3 separate regions of the Zea mays genome follow, and regions 2 and 3 are each linked to region 1. Evidence: chromatin contacts called from public Hi-C data. All regions are on one chromosome and are shown on one strand. Each heading gives the region's core, a stretch centred on a gene start, on an enhancer-like site or on the middle of the called end of the contact. The rest is flanking DNA. Distances are from core to core; before and after follow the strand shown. Region 1 has its middle 72 kb from the start of LOC100280226. Region 2 holds the start of LOC100280226. Region 3 holds the start of LOC103638155 (probable receptor-like protein kinase At2g21480).

The links. Hi-C and Micro-C count contacts between places; a contact is called where the count stands out from the background.
Region 2: a Hi-C map of leaf shows a contact between it and region 1, with 4 times the contacts expected there. The contact joins the promoter of LOC100280226 here to the enhancer-like site in region 1. A contact is called at or near these places in 3 of 25 Hi-C or Micro-C datasets (bundle sheath, leaf and tassel).
Region 3: a Hi-C map of leaf shows a contact between it and region 1, with 6 times the contacts expected there. The contact joins the promoter of LOC103638155 here to the enhancer-like site in region 1. A contact is called at or near these places in 7 of 25 Hi-C or Micro-C datasets (bundle sheath, ear, endosperm and 2 more).

The regions. Positions count from the first base shown.
Region 1 is chr9:27,154,055-27,158,962 of Zm-B73-REFERENCE-NAM-5.0, forward strand. It overlaps the pseudogene LOC118473434. Among protein-coding and RNA genes, the nearest start is that of LOC100280226, 72 kb to the right of the region's middle. Within about 2 kb of position 3,262, at least 8 of the 20 cell types and tissues checked have an H3K27ac peak or open chromatin away from gene starts, as enhancers often do. A contact at or near this core is called in ear and leaf, where this site is marked.
Region 2 is chr9:27,227,025-27,231,403 of Zm-B73-REFERENCE-NAM-5.0, forward strand. It overlaps LOC100280226, which reads left to right and starts at 1,479. Exons shown (of 10, transcript NM_001153156.1): 1 at 1,479-1,580; 2 at 3,626-4,379. The coding sequence starts at 3,709.
Region 3 is chr9:27,069,754-27,074,661 of Zm-B73-REFERENCE-NAM-5.0, forward strand. It overlaps LOC103638155 (probable receptor-like protein kinase At2g21480), which reads left to right and starts at 2,390. Exons shown (of 1, transcript NM_001407493.1): 1 at 2,390-4,908. The coding sequence starts at 2,606. LOC100278437 reads left to right here and starts at 782. Exons shown (of 3, transcript NM_001152034.3): 1 at 782-1,002; 2 at 1,129-1,623; 3 at 1,756-2,041. The coding sequence starts at 868. The coding sequence ends at 1,854.

The sequences.
Region 1 (4,908 bases), core at 2,012-4,511:
CGAACTAATCAATTTACCTTCTTCAGCTGAACTATCCCCGCCATCGGAACCGTACGATCCCCTAGTTGATCTAGAAATGAAGGAAGCACTGGATATTATAAGCATGGCGGACTCCATTATTGATGAAGTTGTCGATAAACTTTTGAACGAAGTTGCAGAAAAAGTCCTTAGAGAAGAATAGATTTTATTGTAATAATATTTTGAAATTCTTGATGTATGGAACAATGGAATGAATATTAGGCTTCTATTGTAACAAAACTATGTAACATTTGATGTATGTAACATTGAATCGAATATGTAAATTATTGTAATTTATTTCTTTGCGATGCGTGAAATTTACACACATGCCGTTTTTGAGCCTTCGGCGAAAAAACACCTTCCCTTCTTTTCATGCTTCGTAAAGAAAGAGATCCCTTCTTATGGCAAGTCTGATAAAACTGTATTTCCCGAAGCTTACTTCGTGCCTTAGCACATTTTCATTTTGATGAAGCATTTGCCGAAGATTGGCTTCGTATTCGATTCTTATGTCGTTAATGCAATATGATGTATGATGTAATGTTATGCAAAATGATGTGATGATATGATGCAAAATGATGAGGATGCCGAAGACAAACAGCCACGCGCCCACACTGGAATACATAAGACTCTGCATCCCCTTAGGAACGTCTTTTGAGTCTAAGCTCTGCATCCCCTTAGGAACGACTTTTGAGCTTCTTCACCTTCTATTTCGGTGGTATAAGTTCTGCATCCCCTTAGGAATGACTTTTGAACTTCTTTGCCTTCTATTTCGGTGGTATAAGTTCTACATCCCCTTAGGAACGACTTTTGAACATCTTCGCCTTATATTTCGGTGGTATTTGGCTCTGCATTCCCTTTGGAACGACTTTTGAGCAGAAAACTTACACTGCGCTCCCTTAGGAACGACTTTTTGTAGCTTCGTTTATTTTGGTTCTGCATTCCCTTATGAACGACTTTTGAGCTTCGTGAATCTGTGATGAAGATATATTTCATTCTGGTGTAGGCAGAACCATTACAAGAAATTAAAACTAAGTGTTTCATTACTTGTTCCTTATACAGAAAGCAAAATGGTGTAAAAAGTAAAAGTATTTCAGGAGGGTATTGCTCAGTATATGTGCTTTGATTATGGTACAGTGCTGTTGACTGTACGAGCTTCGGACTCCTCCCTGAAGTCATGTTGTTGTTGGGGGTGCTGGCGCCCTTCTGGCTACTGGCTTCGGGTATAAGTAGGTTGCAATGGTGGCAGCGGTGGGAGCTGAGGCTAGGAAGCTTGTGAATGGCTTGCCGAAGCAACAGAAGCTGTAGGTTGATTGACCACATATTATGGTACGTAGGGAGAGTGGCACGAAGCAGTATGTAAAACTTGCTTCGGCTGATTCTGCCGGGCTTCTGCTTCGGCAATCTCCTTTTGTTGCTGAATGGTAACCTGACACGTTCTTGTCGTGTGGCCCTTGTCTTCACCACAGAATAAGCAATAGATTTTTCTGGGCTGATCCCCATATCTTCCTCTGAAGCCCCTGCCGCCTCTGCCCCTTGGAGCTGGTGGCCTGAAGGAGCTTTGTTGCTGTCCCGAAGACTGTGAGCTGTGATGTGGCCTCTAAAACTGGCCTCCTTTGTCATCGTTCTGACTGGAGTTGTGGATTGATCTAACATGCCTAGGGTGGATTCTTCCTCCGAAGCCCCTAGTCATCTCAGAAAATCTATAAGCTTCCTCCCTTCTTTGGTAGAAGTCATTGTCAGCCCAGATGTACTCATCCATTTTCTGAAGCAGCATCTCCAGAGTCTGGGGGGGTTCTTGGCGAAGTATTGAGCCATAGGTCCTGGCCGAAGACCTTTGATCATGGCCTCAATGACGATTTCATTGGGCACTATGGGCGCTTGTGCTCTCAGACGCAAGAACCTTCGGACATAAGCCTGAAGTTACTCCTCATGGTCTTGTATGCACTGGAACAAGGCCTGAGCTATGACTGGCTTCGTCTGAAACCCTTGAAAACTGGTAACCAGCATGTCTTTAAGTTTTTGCCATGACGTGATAGTCCCTAGCCGGAGAGAAGAGTACCATGTCTGGGCCACACTTCGGACTGCCATGACGAAGGACTTCGCCATGACTGCGGTATTGCCCCCATATGAAGATATGGTTGCTTCGTAGCTCATCAGAAACTGCTTTGGATCTGAGTGCCAATCATACATGGGGAGCTAAGGTGGCTTGTATGATGAAAGCCATGGGGTAGCCTGCAGTTCTGCAGACAGAGGAGAAGCATCATCAAAAGCAAAATTCCCATGATGGAAAATGTCATACCAATCATCGTCATTGTAGGAATTATTCTGACGAAGCTCTCTTTGTGGAGGTCTTCGGTCCTAGTCATCTTGAGTGAGATGACGTATTTCTTCAGCAGCCTCATCGATCTTCTTCTGCAGATCGGAGAGACGAAGCATTTTCTCTCTCTTCCTTTCGACTTGTTGATGGATAGCTTCGAGGTCCCTTATTTCCTGGTCCAGCTCCTCTTCGTGAGGCGTTGGACTTGTAGCCTTTCTCTTTTGAGTTCGAGCTTCGCGCAGTGTTTCCTGGTTGACATCCAGTGGCTGCTGTAACACCCCTGGTGTTTATATTCTGCTCGACAACGAGTATGGAATTAAGCACGTAATCAGTGGATAAAACGGATGTTAAATTTTAAACATCTTCGTTTATCGCGATTTCAATATCGCATTTGTTCCATCTGTCGCGAGTGCGAGTCGTTTTTATTTTCATCTATCCGGGCTCTTCCTAAATTTTCGTGCTGTTCGTAACATATTTGTTCTGAAAATTGGTGCGTCCGATGATTTTTTTTAAAATTCATCGCTCGCGTGAGTACGACTTCGGAAGCCCGAACCACTTGGACGATTTTATCCCGGACCAATTAAATAGAACTCGTCGACTAAGATTCTCGGTACGAATAATTATGTCCCCACTCGTCAATCGATAAAAATCGAGTCTCGTAACTATGGAATTAGATTCTCTATTTCGTAACTAGGAAAAGTGAAATGCGTGGTCGAAATGTGTTTTGGGACCTCTTATTTAATCTTTTTGAACTTTAATCCTAAGAAACGAGATATTTTTGGTTTTTTTTAAAAAAATATTCTTATCCTTGCGCCGCTTCCTTCAGTCTAGGATTTTTCCTGCCTTCGTTCTCATCCGCGCGGGTGGGAAGGGAACAACATTTGTCGTTGGGAGAAAATCCCACCGCCCCTCTCTCTGATCCTTATCTCTCTGCGCACGCAGGCTACTTATCCCCAATCATTTTCTCCTTCCCTGCAGCGGCGTGGTCCTCTGCTCCTCCCCAGCGTCCCTCGCCGAGCACCCTCTGCCCCGGCTCCTCCTTCCTGGCCGCGCGTCTTGTGCCTGCTCGTGCCCAGCCTGTGCTTCCTCTCTACCGCCGCTCGCAAGGCTCCCTCCCTCACCTTGCCGGTCGTGAGTCCCTGGTGCCGTGCGCGCGCGTCCCTGGGCCCAGTTTGGTGCTCACCCCGCCATGGAGCTAGTGCTGACCGCGCCCTCTCCAGCCATGGCGCGCTCGACCGGAGCTCTGCTCCCCCAGCTCCTCTGCGCGCGCCGTCTTCCAGCCGCCCTCGCCCCACCTCTCTCCTCTGCCGTCGTCTAGCTCGGATCCGCCCCCAGCCGCGAATACCCATGGCGCCCAAGCCCAGCTTCTTTCTCCCTCAGCTCCCATGGTGCTCTCTCTCTCCTGCTCGCTCTCTGGTGTCGCGCGTCTTCTCTGCTCGTCGGTGCTCGCCACGGGAGACGGCGCTCGGTCGCCCAACCTTCCTGCTCCTCCCTGCTATCGTGTCCCTCAGCGCCGGTCGCTTCTTCTTGCTATTCCATGCCGCGGCAATCGCCCTGCTGCTCCAGTGCGCCCAGCCGAGCGATTCTCTGCTCTGTGCGCGCGGTATTTCTCCAGCATGCCGCGCCCAGTCCCTGCTCCTTGTTTTTCTCAGAGATGTGGAGTCTCATCGTCGCGCGGATCTCTCTCCTTCCTACCCTGCTCGGATTGTGCCGCGCTTGCTGTCGCGTTCGGCCTGCTTCGGATCCGAAGTTGGTCGCCTCGGTGTGAAATCGCCGTCGCGTCCAGGGTTTTGACATGTCTCCTTGCTCGCCGTCGAACTTGAGTTCCCTGCTCAGCCTTTAGCGCTGGCGCGTCGCAGTGATGTTACCGTCTCGCCGTGATTCCCGGATGGTCCGTGTTTCCGCATGTTCAAATCGTCAACCCCGTGTACCACCTGCTCGCTAAATAGGAAACCAACAGTCTTCTCCCTGCTCCTCTGCACGCAGCCGCGTTCCTCTACCGGTCATCAGTTGTCGCTGAACCACTGTCAGAGTAATTTTCAGCTTCCTTCGCGCGGCTCTCTGGAGATAAGCTCTTCATCGACTGTCGCTCCCAATCTTCAGTTCGCCGACTGACTGTCGTGTTCCTTATTTTCCCTCGTCGGTCGACCTCGTCGCGACTTAGTTCGTTCATCATGATGGTCGCTATCCTATAATGTACCTATTAGCTCGAATCCTGCCCAGCTCGTCGTTGCGTCGTTTGCCGTCAAGTCGTCAAACACGTCATCCTCTGCTCAAACCCCACCTCACCAGCTCGCTCCCGACTTCAGCTGAAAGTCATCGTCGTTCCGCGCGTCAGCAAGAAATCCCAAGAATCGGGTGAAGACGAAGCTAGCAGCGCGATATTCCCCAAGCGCTCGACAAATTGCCTGGATCAGAAAATCGCTACCGATCTCGCGGATTCGTGTCAGCTGTGGAAATGGTAAGCTGATAAATTATCCAGAATAGTTCGATCAATGAATAAATTAATGTGCTAGTGTGATGCTTATTAAGGTGCTCGATAAATTGCGTAAGTCACGAAACTCTCGTCGACT
Region 2 (4,379 bases), core at 229-2,728, 71 kb after region 1:
AAGGCCCGGACCTCACTCGGGGGGACCCGACATGTCTCCTCGGGAGCTCCAGGCTCGTACTCACAGGGGTCCGGTGTCCCTCTGCGGAGGTCCGGACCCAACGGTGCTTCCTGGGATGTATTATCCTTCCTCGCCACGTGGTGCCCTTAGGCCTGCCCATGTGGTGGGGTCGGGTGCCGCTCTCCGTGTGATCTGGAGATGTCGAACGGGTGCAGCGCCTTCATACTGTAGAAGAGGGTACCCTTGATTCAGGGTACCGACAGCTACTGTTCGAGGCATTTGGTTCATTAGCTCATATGTTTCTTGTAGCTAGATCTAAATTAACCACTCTCGTGCATGATGCAAGACAATACTGGACACCGCTCAACTCATGCATGGCTCATGCATGCTGCATCATGAATCCTTTCATGGCCTCTGTTTGATAATTGTTGATGCATGTTTTCTTCTCTATCAGATTATTGTGCAGTAGTCAGACATCTTTATGGTTCAATCTGTCCATGAATTGTGTTTAATGCGTGTGTCTACGAGAAAATAAAAGGGCATAAGTTCAGTGGAATATGTTGTGGGTATTTGAAACCCGCAGTCATACCTTGTGTTTATATAGAGTCAATATCTTGAGTTATAGGTCATCAAGGCTGTTACACTATATATAGACCGTGAGAAGCCACCAAGTCCAATACGACAGGAAGTCGTGCACATATAGTAACACTCTGTTAGCTGAAGGAGGACGAGCTACAGAGAGCTCTATAAAAATAGGGATTGAGTTCTTTTTTACTCATATCTTTCTCAGTCTTTTGTCTAAAATAAAGTGTAATATTTATTATTAGCAATTTAATATATGATCTATAGACAACATGCTCACTTTGATATTAAATTTATTTATTATCGATATTTTTTGGAGATGATCCATATGACTGATTTACTTCGCTTTACCATTGATTGTATTACGGGTACGATCTCGTCCTTCTCAATTAATATTATGAAATATAATTATATACCATCACAACGTACATGTATTATAATAATAATATCCCTTACGAGACATTTGCCTAAATGCCTAATGTCTATGCATGGGCTGATGGACTCATAGCCTTATGGTCGATATCATGAGGAAGCAGCACCCACCGACCCAGCGCATCTGGCACGGCCCCACCGCGCCCTCTCCCCCGCGTGGGCCCATCCAAAGCTAACGTGTACACCCGCTGGGTGCACGTAGCCACGGACCGACCGCTCCCTCTGCCGGTCCCCACCGCCACCCAATCACCGGCCAACGCGTGTAAATATCCGCCTCCCCCGCGCGCTGCTGCCCCGATCCGACGGCCGGGATCGTCGCCGTGGGGCCGCAGCGACCGGTGACGAGCGGTCAAAGGCGGGCCGCCCCACCGGCTGCGGCCGGTCACCCTCGCCTCGGGCGCCGCGAAGCTATTTAGCGCGGTGGCCGGAGCGCCGGCAACGGCTGCCACACCAACACACACAGACTGACAGGCGCAAGAAGAGGAGAGGAGAAGAACAGAGGGGAGTGGAAATAATCTAGCAGCGGAAGGGGAAGCAGCACGAAGGGAAGCGGCAGCGGAAGCGGGGTGAGATCTTTTTTGCGCCCCTCTTCGCTTTGATTTTCCGCACGCGGTTGATTGCCGGACTGGTTGCGAGGGGGGAGTTCGTGCGCTCGCCGGCGGGAGAGGATTCGTGGTGGGATACCCACCGGATACCGCCGTCTGGGGCGGATGGGCGCCGGTTCCCGCAATGCACCGCGCCCGAATTATGGGTTTCGAGGCCGGAATTCTGGTCCTTGTGCTGTCGCGGTTTGGTCGCGCTTAGCCGTTTCGATTTGGCTTGCATCGAGTTTTTGCTAAGTGTTCAATTCAATCCGTCTGAGGGGAGCGAAGTTTTGTTCTGAGGGTTTGTGCCTGTCAAATCTAGAACTCTTCTACCTTTCCCAAGCTCTACCGAGAAAGTCCAAAAAAAAGTTTTCCTTTTTTTCTCTTTCTCGCTCCTTCTCGTAGCGGTTAACTTGGCCGGGAAGGCGGTAGCAATCTACATCTTTGCTTCCTCCAGCAGCGCCATTACCGTTTGCTTTGTGCCGTTTCTTACGGACTAGTTTACATAATGTTCAAACATACATGTAGGGCTAGTTTGGGAGCCAGAAAACCAGAGTAGAGTGGATTGGAGAGACCAAAATCTCCTTAATCAAAATTGAATAAGAGGCGATTTTAGTCCTTCCGATTTTTTTGGCTCCCAAACTAGCCATGTATGTTTATCTTGTTCCCTTGGGTTGGGTTGGGTCGCCGAAGATATGTATGGCTGGTGGAAAGCCAACCCAGCAAAAGGTACTTCATGGTTTTTTAGTGAGTTTTTAAATGCGCTAGAGCTAATAATTAGCTGAAGAGATCTAAATAGTCTAGCTAGTAGTTTTTAGCTATTAGCTACTTTTAGCAAATTAGCCAATATTTGGCTAGCTAATTTCATTAACAACTTTTTAGCCAAATAACTATTAGCTCTAGTGCATTCAAAACTCCCCCTAGTTGTTGGAGTGATTGTCTTTCCCCTACTCTTATTGTTTCAATTGTTCTCTTTGTGATTACGTTCTTTACTTCTGGGGTTACTTGTCTCCGTGTGCACTCCGTTATATCCTTTCCCGCCTGGATTGAGGTCTGTGATGGAGACTGGAGAGGGTTCGTGTGAATTTTATTTTAAATTCCACGGCAATCCACCCCAACGCACATGGAGATACATGTTCATCCAAACAAGTCCATAGAGATTGTCTGTGTTTTCCTCCAAAGATAAGATTTGAGATAGAATTACTTCACTGTCTGCCTGTGATTGATGTATGGGCAGAGAAGCGAAGAAACACGCAGTTCTGTATATTCTTTGGGCTGTTGTAGCGGTGCCCACCCTGCTGCTTAGGGCATGCACAACCCTGAGCCGGATCGATTTTCAAAGTAGAAACAGTTAAAAGACTGCATGATACAAACATGAGCCCCTATATCATAAATGTAGGTAATAGAATATATATAGTGAGTCATGTAGAGATGAACTCTTCGCGAAGAGCCAATATTTTTTCAGTCAACCCTCAAAGACCCCTCAAGGGATTCTATATTAAATGGAGTTGTAAATGCCCTTAATTTGGGGAGAATTGATGCCTAGCCAGCCAAGACTGTGGCGGTTTGAGCTTAGTTCATGGCCTGTGCAGTCACACGAGTATGCAGACATTAGGTCTAGTAAGTTTTATGGCACACTGATTGTACATTGGAAATTTGTAGTCTTGGCCTCTCGGGGAAGGCTAAGGATCACACATCTTTGTGGGACAATTTTGCTACTTAGTAGTATTTGAATAGAGGCACGTTCCATCTGGTGGTTCTTACATAGTAGCTTCTTATACTCTAATGGACAACTAAATACCTGGATTTTAGTTGCTTCAAGTTTCCCCGGGCTACTTTATTTACCACTTGCAGCTCAATCCTGTTTTGTTCTTTTAATCCTCTGTTACTTGCCTCGTTTACCAGTTAGGAAACCTGATCTGGTTAGGCCCACCTTTTGCTGATATGAATTCAATATGCTACTTGATTCGCTGACAGTGAATTTGATCGCCTGAATATGCACACATTTTTTTACTCTTGTTTTCCAGGTTCTGGCTAAAGTACGTTAAGGTCTTTTTTATCAGCAATTCCAGTAATGTGCCTTGCCTCTTTTACGTGACTATACAAGACAATGAATGGAACTCATCCCTGGGCCTCCATGTCCGGAGGTCCATGTTCTAACCTTGGATATGCCAGGGACATGAATGGTAATGTTCCAATAAGCACTACAAATTCTTCTGGGCCAAGCATTGGAGTTAGCTCATTGGTGACTGACGCCAACTCGTCACTTTCCGGTGGTGCCCAGTTACAGCCAAGTACTAGCATGAATGGTGATTCATTGATGCGTGTTCCTGCGTCACCAATATCGTTTTCATCCAATAACATCTCTGGCTCTTCAGTCATTGACGGTTGCATCATGCAGCAAAGTCCACCCCAAGAGCAGGTGCAGAAACAGAGGTCTTCAAGTGTAACATCACAACCTGTGATTGATGCTGGTGGTGCATTGCATGCTCAGAAGAAATCAAGGATTGATGTTTGTCAGGGTGGTATCACGGAACAACAGCTGATTCAGCAACTGCTCCATGGTCAGAATTCTCTTCATTACCAGGGGCAACAGAATCCACAGCTTCAAGCTTTAATGCAGCATCATAAACTGGCACAACTTCAGCAACGGCAGCAGCAGCATCCATTTTCTCAGATGCAACAACCCCAAGTTGGTATTCCTCGGCAGCCTCAACTTAGGCCACCACTGGCACAGACTGGAATGCAGTTAGGTGGTCCTGTTAGGTCTCCTATCGAGAG
Region 3 (4,908 bases), core at 1,140-3,639, 85 kb before region 1:
GTATTGCATGGCGGCCCGCATCATCCCCGAGAGAAGGGGTTACAACAATTGAGTAACGGGGACTAGAAGAGTGAGTGAAGCTGGCTATCTAAAATTAGAGAACAAAGGTAGTGAGATGTAGAGCTACTAAATTTTGAAGAGGCGCATTTACATATTTTATTGGACATGTTTTTATTTGGACAATAGCCAAATTTAATTTAACAATATGATCTGACTAGTCCCTTGTAGTTGCTCTAGGTTCAAACGTCTATATATATCTCTAATTTTTTGTAGATTCTAGAAGTTGTACGTTTTCGGTATATAAACAACTTTATGTTCCGGGGTTCTTTGTTGCAAATTGCAGTGTTCCTTGGGTGCCCAGCACTCGGTTTTCTCCTATAGAATCAGCAAAGTTAGAAGGGACACACGACCGGCCTGTTATGATAGGTCTATATGGGCCATATTCTTTAAGATGGGCCGTCTGTCTTAGCCACTAACGCGCATCTTATACCGATTCGCCGATTCCTGGGCTTCACCTACAAATCGATCCAGAGACGTAGCAGTGTAGCACACCCGGGAAGGAAATATTCCCACGTTCTTTGACTCGGCCGAGTCTAAGACCCGATCTCTCAGCTCCGACCATGCCGGGCTCCGCTACACCTCGTCGTCGCCACGACGCCATGCCACTGCATGCTCCTCCATCGCCGCCCTGCCCCGATCATCTTTGACCGACGACCCGGCCTGCGTGCTCCTCAGTCCTCACCACCGTGCCTTTATAACTGACGGTGGCACGCGCGTCGTCCTTGCAGCTGCAGTTGGCGGCGTCATCGTCACCGTCACATAAACCAACTCGATCGATCGCGTGCGACTGCGAGCCGTCCGTCCGTCATGGCGGACGTGCTGGTGGGCTCCGAGCGCCGTGTCCTCATCAGCGGCTACGGGTACGGCCTTCCCCCGCAGCCCCCGCCCCCGCCGCCGGCAGAGAGCCAGCTGCTCGGCCGCCTCGACCAGATCGACCTCCGGGTACGTGCGATCCCGACGTGTAGTTGTACTGTATACATACATCCATGAATGGTCCATGCACGCCGATGACGCGGGCACATTGATGCGAAGCGACTGATGACTCCATGCGCACGTATTTTGGTGCAGCTGCGGCAGCTGGAGGAGCAGCAGCAGCGCCGCCCGTCGCACGCCGACCCGGCCCCGGCCCCGGCCCGCCGCGCGCCGGCGCCGCAGCACCAGCACACCAAGTCCCTGCCGTCGGCGCTGCAACACGTGCAGGTGCGGAGCGACCTCATGGACCGCCTCAACCTGCTGGAGTCCCGCATCAGGCAGCTCAGCAGCGAGCTGGACCTGGACGTCGGCGGCAAGGCCGCCGGCCACGCCGCCCACCAGCTGGTGCTGGGGACCTCCTCGTCGGTGCCGCAGGTCGAGGACCCCGCCACGTGGTCCGACCTCGCGCCGGTGGCGGTGGTGGACCCGGCCCCTGCTGCGGCGTTCGGCGGCGGCGGCGGCGGCAACGAGAGCAAGAGCAAGCCCGCGGCGGCGGCGGCCGGCGGGAGCTGGAGCGCCGTGGAGATCCTGCAGCGGGGCGCGCGCCAGCTCCACCGCAGCACCAGCAGCAAGCCTAACGCGCCCACCAAGGTGAGCTCCGCAGTCCGCTCCCCGACGACGACAAAGACACTCTGACCGATTTCTGCGCACTGGTAAACGAATACAGAGGCGACAAAACGTTGAAAAATCTGACCTTGTTTCGTTTGGTTTGGAAAAAAAAAGGTGAAGAAACTGCAAGAAACAAAATGCGCGTGCCAGAAGGAGAAGAGGAAGGCGGAGCGCAGCAAGACGAGCAGGCGGTGGTTCATGGTTGGATGCTGAAGAAGTGGAAGTTGGCAGTAACACGCATGGCGATGAACTAACTGATCTTGGTCGATCGTGTACAAGCCATATATATATATATATTTTTTGTATTGTTTTTGTACTCTGCTTTGATCTACTTCCGTCCACCATTAGTTGTAAAGTATTGTCATGGTCCATGAATGCAGCATTTTTCTCGTCTATCAAATGAAGAAGAACTTCCTAATGACTTGTTTCCGTGGAGCATTCAGGTTCTCCAGCGGCGCTCAGTGGGACTCTGGGAGGATCTGCTGCCCTTGCTCTTGCAGTCTTGCAGCAGCGTCTTCCACTTCTCACCCACGTGACCACGTCTGGTGCTAACACATTTGGGTTGGGTCCCCCCAAGGAAAGGGAAGCAAAGCAAAGCAAAGCGACGCCGACGCGTCTCCAAGAATAGGCAGCATGCACCTGGCGGGTTGTGGAGCGCACGCCTCGGCGCTGGGCTCTGGCCACCATCCCAAACATAGCGGGCGGCTGCTTAAACTTGGCAAGCCGGTAGCCACCACATAACCCGCCATTTCACCGCTTCCCTCCTCCCTCTCCTCCGATTGGGCCCACCAACCAGGGAGAGGGTGAGAGGGCCCCGCCACCGTCAACAAAACAACCCACCCAACCCCAGTCACAACGAGGCCTGCCGCCCTCCGGTGCGGGCCGGTGGTCGGTGGTGACGAGCAGACACGCTAGACTAGCTCGCTAGCTAGCTACCTAGGTAGAAGCAAGCGCTGGACCAGCCATGACGCGCCGCGGGACGCTCCCGCTGGCGCTGCTGCTACTACTGCTGGCGGCGGCGGCGGCAACCGTGTCCGGGCAAGGCCGGCCCGTGACCGACAGCGGCGCGCAGACGCCGCCCACGCCGTCCAGCTTCACGCCTAAAGACAGCTTCCTGATCGACTGCGGCGGGACGGCGCCCCTCACCGCCGACGGCAAGTCGTACAAGACGGACGCGCAGGCCAACCACCTGCTCTCCGCCACCGACGCCATCCGCGTCGCCGCCGACGACAAGGCCGACGTGCCCTCGCCGCTGTACGCCACCGCGCGGGTGTTTAAGGAGGAGGCCGTCTACAGCTTCCCGCTCACCGTCCCGGGCTGGCACTTCATCCGCCTCTACTTCTTCCCGCTCAAGGGCGGCGACGTGGACCTCGCGTCGGTGACCTTTAGCGTCGTCACCGACGACAACGTCCTGCTCCACAGCTTCACCCCGGGGGACAAGCCCGTCATGAACGAGTACCTGGTGAACGCCACCGAGAACCACCTGGCGCTCAAGTTCCAGCCGCTCAGTGGCTCCGCCGCCTTCGTCAACGCCATCGAGGTGGTGAACGCGCCCGACGAGCTCGTCACCGACTCGGCGCTGGCCGTCGCGCCGCTGGGCGAGATCACCGGCCTGGTGCACGACGCGTACCAGGTCCTGTACCGGATCAACGTCGGCGGTCCCGCCATCGGCCCGGCCAAGGACACGCTGGGCCGGCGGTGGGAGACCGACGCCGCGTACGTGCAGTCCAAGGAGGCGGTGAAGGACGTGTCGGTGCCCACCAGCACCATCAGGTTCCCCGAAGGGACGTCCCGGCTGGTGGCGCCGGCGCTGGTGTACGCCAGCGCTGCCAGGATGGCGGACGCCGACGTGGGGAGCCCCAACTTCAACCTGACGTGGAAGGTGGACGTGGACCCGTCCTTCAGCTACCTGGTCCGCCTCTTCTTCGCCGACATCGTGAGCAAGGCCACCAACGACCTCTACTTCGACGTGTACATCGGCGGGCGCAAGGCCGTGTCCGGGCTGGACCTGTCGACGGTGGCCGGCGGCGAGCTGGCGGCGCCCTACTACAAGGACTTCGTGGTGAACTCGTCGTTGCTGGAGGACGGCAAGCTGAGCGTCCAGGTCGGGCCCATGGGGCAGGACACGGGGCGGATCGACGCGCTGCTCAACGGCATGGAGGTGCTGAAGATGAGCAACTCCGTGGGCAGCCTGGACGGCGAGTTTGGCGTGGACGGGCAGAAGGCCGACGACGGGAGCGGTGGGCGCAAGGCGGTGGCGGCCGTCGGGTTCGCCATGATGTTCGGCGCGTTCGCGGGGCTGGGCGCCATGGTGGTGAAGTGGTACAAGCGGCCGCAGGACTGGGAGCGGCGGGAGAGCTTCTCGTCGTGGCTGCTCCCCATCCACACGGGCCAGTCCTTCACCGGCAAGGGCAGCCGGTACGGGTCCAAGAGCGGCAACACCTTCTCCTCCACCATGGGTCTGGGCCGCTTCTTCTCGTTCGCGGAGATCCAGGCGGCCACCCAGAACTTCGACGAGAAGGCCATCATCGGCGTGGGCGGGTTCGGCAACGTGTACGTCGGGGAGATCGACGACGGCACCAAGGTGGCGGTGAAGCGCGGGAGCGCGGAGTCGGAGCAGGGCATCAACGAGTTCAACACGGAGATCCAGATGCTGTCCAAGCTGCGGCACCGGCACCTGGTGTCCCTGATCGGCTACTGCGACGAGAACCAGGAGATGATCCTGGTGTACGAGTACATGCACAACGGCGTGTTCCGGGACCACATCTACGGCAGCGAGGGGAAGGCGCCGCTGCCGTGGAAGCAGCGGCTGGAGATCTGCATCGGCGCTGCCCGGGGGCTGCACTACCTGCACACGGGCACGGCGCAGGGGATCATCCACCGCGACGTGAAGACCACCAACATCCTGCTGGACGACAACTTCGTGGCCAAGGTGTCGGACTTCGGGCTGTCCAAGGACGGGCCCGGGATGAACCAGCTGCACGTGAGCACCGCCGTGAAGGGCAGCTTCGGGTACCTGGACCCGGAGTACTTCCGGTGCCAGCAGCTGACGGACAAGTCCGACGTGTACTCCTTCGGCGTGGTGCTGCTGGAGGCGCTGTGCGCGCGGCCCCCCATCGACCCGCAGCTGCCCCGGGAGCAGGTCAGCCTGGCGGAGTGGGGCATGCAGTGGAAGCGCAAGGGCCTCATCGAGAAGATCATGGACCCCAAGCTCGCCGGCACCGTCAACCCGGAGTCGCTCGCCAAGTTCGCCGAGACCGCCGAGAA